3 separate regions of the Zea mays genome follow, and all the other regions are linked to region 1. The links are chromatin contacts, called in public Hi-C maps. All regions are on one chromosome and are shown on one strand. The core of a region is the stretch at or near the end of the contact, and the rest is flanking DNA. Distances in the headings are between cores, read along the strand shown. Region 1 has its middle 6.9 kb from the start of LOC103632488. Region 2 holds the start of LOC100281621. Region 3 has its middle 80 kb from the start of LOC109940994.

Evidence for each region. A called contact is a pair of places that touch in the nucleus more often than the background predicts.
Region 2: a contact with region 1 is called in a Hi-C map of leaf mesophyll, with 2.8 times the contacts expected there. The contact joins the promoter of LOC100281621 here to the enhancer-like site in region 1. A contact is called at or near these places in 2 of 25 Hi-C or Micro-C datasets (leaf and leaf mesophyll).
Region 3: a contact with region 1 is called in a Hi-C map of leaf, with 2.1 times the contacts expected there. The contact joins two enhancer-like sites. A contact is called at or near these places in 3 of 25 Hi-C or Micro-C datasets (bundle sheath and leaf).

What each region holds. Positions count from the first base shown.
Region 1 is chr7:79,123,027-79,125,939 of Zm-B73-REFERENCE-NAM-5.0, forward strand. No RefSeq gene overlaps it. Among protein-coding and RNA genes, the nearest start is that of LOC103632488, 6.9 kb to the left of the region's middle. Within about 2 kb of position 1,390, at least 18 of the 20 cell types and tissues checked have an H3K27ac peak or open chromatin away from gene starts, as enhancers often do. A contact at or near this core is called in bundle sheath, leaf and leaf mesophyll, where this site is marked.
Region 2 is chr7:79,923,012-79,925,924 of Zm-B73-REFERENCE-NAM-5.0, forward strand. LOC100281621 reads left to right here and starts at 1,546. Exons shown (of 5, transcript NM_001371682.2): 1 at 1,546-1,729.
Region 3 is chr7:79,706,274-79,709,186 of Zm-B73-REFERENCE-NAM-5.0, forward strand. No RefSeq gene overlaps it. Among protein-coding and RNA genes, the nearest start is that of LOC109940994, 80 kb to the right of the region's middle. Within about 2 kb of position 1,553, at least 19 of the 20 cell types and tissues checked have an H3K27ac peak or open chromatin away from gene starts, as enhancers often do. A contact at or near this core is called in bundle sheath and leaf, where this site is marked.

The DNA.
Region 1 (2,913 bases), core at 140-2,639:
AAAGCATTCTCCAAAAGATTTAAGATAAAATGTCATTTAATAGTGATTTTAATTCTTTATAAAGTGTATTCCCTAAAGCAAATAAATAGTACTATTAAAAGTTGTGTAGTTCAAAACTTAGATTTAAATCTTGAAACGAAAGTGTAAGTTGAAATTAATAATTAGAAGAAAGATTTTTTTATTATCTCCTATGTAAACTATATCACTCTTGAAAAAGTATTTTTAAGTAAAATGATTCCTAGTAAAGATTGTATTTTACTTTCCCTAAATAAGTGAAATAAAGGATACTCATTTTTATTAACTTAAAATTTGATCACATACTCAAAAGTAATATTTTTCCTAAAATGAAGTGAATGTGTGCATGGCACATTTTGAGCCTTTAACTAAACAAGGAAATAAATAATTAATATAAATATATATATGTTTATAAAAATATATTTTCCATTCATGCATATATTTTGGATGTTGCATTTAGAATAGAATTTGAAACCCATATTTGAATTTGAAGTTAAAATGTGGAAATTAAAATAGAAAAGAAAAAGAAAAGAAAAGTAGTTTTTGGGTCAGATTTACATGACCTCGGCCTAACTTGGCGAACTGCGCAAGCCCACTCGCGCACTGGTCGAGGGCCTTTTTGGTGCCGGCAGGTGGGCCCGCCTGTCAGGCCCTCATCGGGGAAACGTTGCTGCGCGGAGTCGCTGCGGAACGGTCGTCAGCTGCTCTGGCTCAATTACCCGCTCCGCACCGCACCCGTCTCCGACTGGCCGGTGGACCCACTCGGTGCACCTCCTTTCCCCACCCCAACAACACACGCGGGATTGTCGCCGCCGTCATCGAAGATCGCTAACGGCCGCTCCCCAACCGAAACTCGGGAGATAAATTGGTGGTCGGCGACCTCTTTCCCTCTGTTTCCTCTCCTCCTTTCACCGCACACGGTTCTCGAGCCCGACCAAAACGGTTGTGGGGAGCAGAGAACATGGGTTGGGCGAGGGGTGTCACCATTGTCGACCTCGGGTGTTAACCATCCTCGAACCATCGATTCGCGTGGAGGGGCGAGTACCGACATCCGTCTCGCATTTCCCCGCTATCATCCGAGCATTAAGGGTGACCGTAGGGCAATAAATTGCTCACCGGCGTCGTGAATTCGGCAGAGCACCGCCGTGCGTCGTGGGCATGAACTCCTGGAGCCTAATCACCGGTAAGACCTTGCCCCGTGGACTCGCCCCAACCCCCGCTACGCGTAGCACCATAGGGATCAGGTTCGTTGTGTAGGTTACGAGATCCGGGAATGGTGGCAATGGCGCCGCCGTGGTTTGCCCAGGCTTTGCCGCTGGCGTGATCCCGTGAGGAAGAAAGCGCCTGGACCGTCCATCTATTGCTCGACGGCTAGATTTAGACCTAAGTGTACCCTTTCGCTGCGTGTGATCCATGCCATCGATTCATCCGCGGGCGGCTACGATTAGATCCTGCCATCATCGATTCTGGATCGTGGGATCGAAATGGGCGGATCAGATTAGATGTTCGCGTACCCCTTCAGCTTTCTAATCTCAGCCCTGAATTCGGGATCGGGAGGCTCGGATGAAATCTAGCTCTCGGTCGCAGGGATATTTGTTAAAGAACCCTTGGATGTTTCCGAAAATAACCCGCCATCCCTGTCTGGTTGAATACAATTACGGTTAGATCCTCGGATTTTACAAAACAGCCCTTGATGTTATAAAATATTTCTGGAAATTGTTTTTGCTGTAAAAATAAATCTAGAACCTTAGAAAATCCATATCTCCTTCGTCTTAACTTCTTTTTGATCCATTCCAGTTGCATTAATCTCATATTAAAATTGTTTATCATCTAATGACAATATTTAGTCATGAAACATAGATTAAAATTATGCAGTTAGTTTATTATATATTGAACACCTAAATTTTCAGAAAATCATAACTCTTTAACCGTAATTCCGATTTTAGTGTTTCTCGAACCTGCGATCTTGTTACGACGCGTAGAATATTATTATGCAGTTTGTGCTTATGTTTGGTGTGATGTTAATTTTGTCTATATCATGTTTGTTTGTATTGCTACGAATAGAAGTGAAGTCACGAGAATCTAAAGATCATCTTGGTACCTGGAATCTCGAGTCTAAGGCAAGTTGTGTCCTTGATCACTTTTCTTAACCAAATAATGTTCTTGGTAATCACTGTGACATGCTCAGGTTAATTTGATGGGACCTAATAGGATTCCCTAGCATTGTGTATCCCCACCTATAAACAGATGAATTATTGGGTAGATTTGCTATTGCTCTACCTGGCTTTGGTAAACTAATGTTTTATTACGATCATGTTCCAATTATGTTGTTGTTTAATTATTATTTATGATAAGATCATATTGTTAATTGGAACATGGAGCGAAGGGAGTCCCATTCCACCCTTGTGGTAGCACTATTTTCCCGGGTGGTCTCTCCATGTTCAATTTAATATAATAATATGAACATGAACAATAATTAAACCAGCAATATTAATGGAACATGATCATAATTCAATATAACATTAATCCAAAACCAAGTAGAGCAATAGCGAGTCTACCCAATAGTTCATTTGTTTCCAAGGTGTGGGGTAAACAAAACTAGGGAAACATATTAGGTCCCATCAAATTAACCTGAGCATGTCACAGTGATTGACAGAGAACATTATTAGGTAAAGAAGAGTGATCAAGGGCACAACTTGCCTTTTTGGTGCAACTCCAAGTACCTCACCAAGTTGGTCTTCGGGTTTCTCGTGACCTCGCTGCTACTCGTAGTAATACATACAAATATACAAGGAGTACATAAAAAATAACAATACACTAAACATAAGAAAACAACTGCGTAATAATATTCTACGTGGTGCTACGAGATTGCAAGTTCGAGAATCACAAAAATCAGAG
Region 2 (2,913 bases), core at 296-2,795, 800 kb after region 1:
AACTGAAATTGGATTACCAGTAGTTGAGCTCAAATTTATTTTGACGCATTTTGTTGAAAAATAGATTAGTTTATTACATGTCTTCATAATTAATATTTGGAAGCATCTTCATTTATAGTGAATACATCCCTTGCTCATGGTTAATTTCTGGCTAATTAACGAGTGGGATATTTTCACACGCTAGCTAGTATATATAGCTACTGATTATTATATTTCTAACGAGTGGGATATTTTCACACGGTAGCAATTTCTAAAAAAGTACACAATTTGGACAGAACAAATATTGTAAACACTAGTGTGTGTGGTTTTTAGATACATTTATTTACAGGAGCAGGTATATATATAGCAGCGCCTGAAACTTGATTTTTAGATACAGGTGACACAAGCAATTGCCCCCATAAAAATAGCATTCATGCAAATAAAAGTAAAAAAAACTTAACAAAACCCCAGGAATAGTTCACTAACTATTTTCCAGGGCATAAGAACCCAGCCGTATTAATAGGGGCAAGTTTATTAAGTCCATGACCTTAAATCTTGATTTCTAAAGGAGAGTCAAGACAAAAAAAAACAATAGTTTTTAAATGAACTGATAAGTAACACCACGCCCCCAAAGCTAGCTATGGTGTACACAATATCAGATCAAGAAAATCGTCCATATAGTAAAAAAAGTGAACAATAGATCCTTTCATGGAGTTGTAAAGATGAGTAAAATATGGAATGTTTGATTAGAAATGAATGATATATGGAACTGATAGCACCTTACCCGTCCACACCTCGCAATCATACACACATGGTCCCAAAGTTGTTTTTTTATGAGAGAGTAGCGCTCCTCTAAAAGTTCATATATTCATGTAAAAGATATAGATTTTACTCGATCGTACTTGAACAATTGACGTGTGGAGCGAGGTGCGCGAATGACGAACGCGCTTTAATGATCTGCTCTCTCGCTCAAGGACGTACTCTACAGCTACGCTACTTTAGCAAAAAGGACTAATCCAATCCACCCATAGCAATAAAAAGAACATCTGTAGTAATCCAGGGGCAATCAAAGGGATATATGCGTACTTTTGAAAGTTAATTGTATGGCAGAAAAAAAAAGGTATGGTCGGCACGACCGACTCAATTTAACTGAGGTATATGTATTTGATATTGAAAACTTTATTACATAAATTTAGTAAAATTTAGGAGAGATAAAGTGACCCATTTTCTAATACAGTGTAGAAGAATTAGAAGAATGGAAAGCAGACCATGCATGCAACACATAGTTTTCTCGTGGATCCATATAACCATGCTGCTTTTCTTCTTCCTGGCCTAGTAGCTATTAAGGGATGGATGGAGGTACCGAGTGCAATAATACACAATCCTCCGCCGACTTGTGGGGCCATGAAGATCCTGGCCTTCTCTCTTTCTCATGATACATTTCGCCCAACAACATGTGAGAGCGAGCGAGAGGTATTATTTTGAGGGAGGGAGTTCCCTTTCTCTGCTCTGGCCTCCATGCATATAACTTGCTCAGCAGGCCTAGTTCTCGCAGTCGGATCCTCATACTGCAAGAACCCTCTCTCTCTCTCTCTCTCTCTCTCTCTCTCTCTCTCTCTCTCTCTCTCTCTCTCTCTCTCTCTCTCTCTCTCTCTCATCTTTCTCTCTCAAGACACACAAAAGGAAGAAGGGAGCCTCCAAGCAGACCCCTGCTGTATAGCTGCTGCAGCATGCGCGAATCCTAACTGAGGTAAGCTTCCATGTGCGCGCCCGCCTGCTGCTTCTCGATCACCATGCATGTTGCTTCCAGATCCATGGCGTGTTTATTACGGGGGTGATGTATCAACGCCACGCACCATGATCACGGCTAGCTAGCTCCCCAAGCAAGTTCTGTATGCTAAAAGGGGCGTAGCAAGATGGATTTTAATTTCTCGGCAACTTCAATTTCGCAAAAAACAAGCACACGCGGATTTTTAATGCTCATTAGCTAGCTGCCACACAGCCGAAGACACGCGTTCATCTATACAATTTTTTTTTGCCTTTTTTCTGTCCATTATTCATCGAGAATTCTCAGTAGAAGAATTATTATTAGCTGTTGATCCATTGAATACTACCTGTACCAGTTTCGCCATGGCACCAGACCAGACCACAGCTGCATGCGAGGAGCATTAAATCCCTGCATGGTCCAACAATTCCATCATGATATACACCAACCCCGCCTCTCTCACTTGCAATGAACCTGGCATCTTCCGTGCATGCATTACATGTCATGATGCTAGAGCTGCACTTGACGTTGATTTCAGTCCACGTCGTCGTGTCCCTCTGGTTGAGGGCCTCATTCATCAGTATTATTTCAAAAGGAAACGTGTGACTGTAGCTAGTGTTGGTATATATATGCTTGAAAGCAAGCCAAACAAAATTCATCCATATTTGCAAGTGCCAGCTCCAGCTATTCATGGCAAGCCTGCATGTATAAATATAATATAGACACTGGGGTCATGCCAAGTTGCCAACATCGTCTTGTTCAGAAAAAAAATAAAAATAAAGAGTGAGCAGAAAGGAGAGAGAGGAGGACCAGCGAGCAACAACCAGTGCTGCGTGTCTGGTGGAGCCTTGTGGGCTGTGAGGCCTGCTGCTTGAGGTGAGCTACTAGTTAGCACTTTTACATCTGAAAGCAGCTAGTACAGGGTATTAGTGCCATCACCACTGTTTGTCCTCCTGCCTTTCCATCTCTCTCTCTCTCTCTCTCTCTACATGTTTATGCTACAAGCTGGAGTTTGGTGCATGATGAGGCTTCCAGGGACATGAGTTGCATGGAGGTCCCATGTGTCTTCCCGGCCTAACACCTTAATGCTTTGGACACTGGGGAGATGCTAGCCAGTTGCTAGGAGGTGCACAAGCACAAAACTGACTTCACCAGATTTCAGGGATCCC
Region 3 (2,913 bases), core at 303-2,802, 580 kb after region 1:
GACTTATTGGGTCCCATCAAAATTAAGCCTAAGCATGGCAAAGTGATTATAGAGAATATTATTAGGTAAATAAAAGTCGTCAAGGGCATAACTTGCCTTCAACAAGCTCCTGCTCAGTATTTTCCAACTGCTGAGCACCTGGGTCCTTAGTTGCTTGCCCGTCTACTCGCAACAATACAAACAAGCATAGTACAGGAGAAATTAACATCACACCAAACATGAGAACATATTGCATAATAATATTCTACACATTATAACGAGATCGTAGGTTCGAGAATCACTAAATTCGGAGTTACGGTTAAAGAGTTATGATTTTCCGAAGTTTTAAGTGCTTGGTATAGCATAAACTAAGTGGATAATTTTAATTTATGTTTCATGATTATACAGAGTTACCGGGTGATAAACAATATTGATACAAAATTAATGCAACTGGAATTGATCAAAAAAGAGTTACAATGAGTTAATTATGAATTAAACAAGATTATAGAATTATTTCTATATAGAAAATCAATTTGGAATTATTTCTTATGAATAAACCAATACCAAAGGACTGTGGCCACAATTTTATATAAGTTCAAGGTCTGTTCTGTGAATTTCAGAACTTATGCGCAAATAGTTTTGACCTAGGCTGGACTGTGGGTTCATTATCCTGAACCCGAGGGGTTGTTACGCAAAAAGACCACAACGAAGGGGTATCCTTCACTTCCTGCCGTCGGATCGAGAACATGCGACCAGATTAGATCGACATATAATTGAAACGATAAGCGCTAGCAGCCACTGGATCCAAGATCCACGGCCAAGATTCGACCACGCCACAATCTCACCCGAACCCACGGATTCAATCTCAACGGTCACGATTTTATGCACCGAAACGGTAACCTTCCGCTAATCCCAGCCGTCGGTTACCAATCTAACGCCCCCTCGTCATCTTCTACCCTTTCCGGCTGAGCCGCACGGCGGTGCTATTCCCCCGCGGCGGCCGATCACGGGTGAGCGTGCCAATTGACATTCCAATTCCCCAAAGGCGAACCCGAGGGTACCCACACAATCCCAATGAAACAGTGAATGCACTAGAAGTGTTAGTACCGTGAATCGCAGCGCCGCTATCCCTGGCCACGGCAGAGCATGAGCACGACGGCTTCTCCAATTCCGGCGAGGAATCCCCGAGATCCTAGGTCGCCTCCGTGTCCAAGGTCACCGCGCAACAACCCAAGGAGGCCTTAGAAAGGTTCAGCGCCAGCAGTGGGGCCTGAATGGTTGGGCACACACGAGTGCATCGGTGGCGTCTATCTCACCCTTTTCTCGCGATGACGAGCTCTCTTTCTCTCTACTCCGTGGTTTCTCCGGTGGCGGCGCGGGTGGTTGAGGAGGAGGCGAGGCTTGAGGGGGGAATTATATACCACGGTAGAGCTCGACCAACGACCGGTCTGCGAGCTCCGGCAGATCCACACCAGGTCGCGCCCCATCTGCGAGGTGGTTGACGCACTTGAGCTGCTGGGCCCAACCGCCGGTGAGACGAGTTTGACACCCAGACGAGGTCCACCTGCCAGATGATGTGTCATCGCGTGAGGGGCGGCTGACCCATGGGCCCCACATGTCGGCGCCAAGCCAGACTAGGCTGTGCGGAGGAAGTTGCTAGTTGGGCCGGCCAATCAGAATTAAACCCATACAGAAGTTTAGGTTTTTTCTTTGTATTTTCTGTTTTCTTTTCTTTTTATTTTTAGATCTCCAATTTGAATTCAAATTTTTTTATTGTTGGTTTCACACATAGATTATATGCAAAAATAAAAATACCAGCATGAAGAGATATATTTATTTATATATATGTTTTCTTTATAGTGTATATTCTTTTCCTTTTCTTTTCTATGTCATTTTCAATTTCTAGATTTCAATTTAGGCTAAACTCTAATTTCAGCATTAATATCTCATTATCATTATAATTAAATGCACAAGCAAAATCTCCAACATGATGCATAGATTATTTTTGTATTTTTTAGTTAATTTAGTCACTCCAAATATGATTATCCCTATGTTCTCATGAGCAAGGAGTAATACCTATAAAAAGATTAACTTTTCTCATTTATTATTCACAAGTGGGTATTACAAATCTCGCCCCCCTTAAAAATAATCTCGACCTCGAGATTAAGATGAACTAGGGAAGAGGTGGGGAAATTCTATTCATAGCTCTTCTCTCTCCCAGGTGGCCTCATCTTCATCATGATGACTCCATTGCACTTTTCACATTTTGAACAATTTGTTCCTTGTAACACGAGTCGAAGTGTCAAGGATCTTGATAGGATACTCAGTGTAGGTTAGATCACCTAGCACACTAAGTTCTTCCATTGGTAACTGTTCCTCCGGGACACGGAGACACTTCTTGAGTTGAGATACGTGGAACACATCGTGTACATCAGACAGATGATCTGTAGCTCAAGCTGGTAGGCCACCTCCCCAACTCGCTTAAGGATTTTGAAGGGTCCAATAAAGCGAGGGGATAACTTGCCTTTAACTTTGAATCTTCTCATTCCACGAATTGGTGACACCTTTAGACATACGTGATCACCCTCTTCGAATCACCCTCTTCGAATTCCAGTGGTCTTCTCCGGTTATCAACATAGCTCTTTTGTCATGTCTATGCTATCCTCATGTTTTCCCGGATCATATGAACTCGTTCTTCTGCCTCTTGAATAACTTTAGGCCCAAAGAACTGTTTTTCACCATTCTAATCCCAATACAGAGGGGTCCTGCACTTTCTGCCATATAAAGCTTCAAATGGGGACATCTTTAGACTAGCCTGATAACTATTATTGTAAGAGAACTCTGCATATGGCAGACTATTGTCCCAACTACCTCCGTGCTTAAGGTCATAAGCTCTTAACATATCCTCAAGTACTTGGTTGGTTCTCTCAGTCT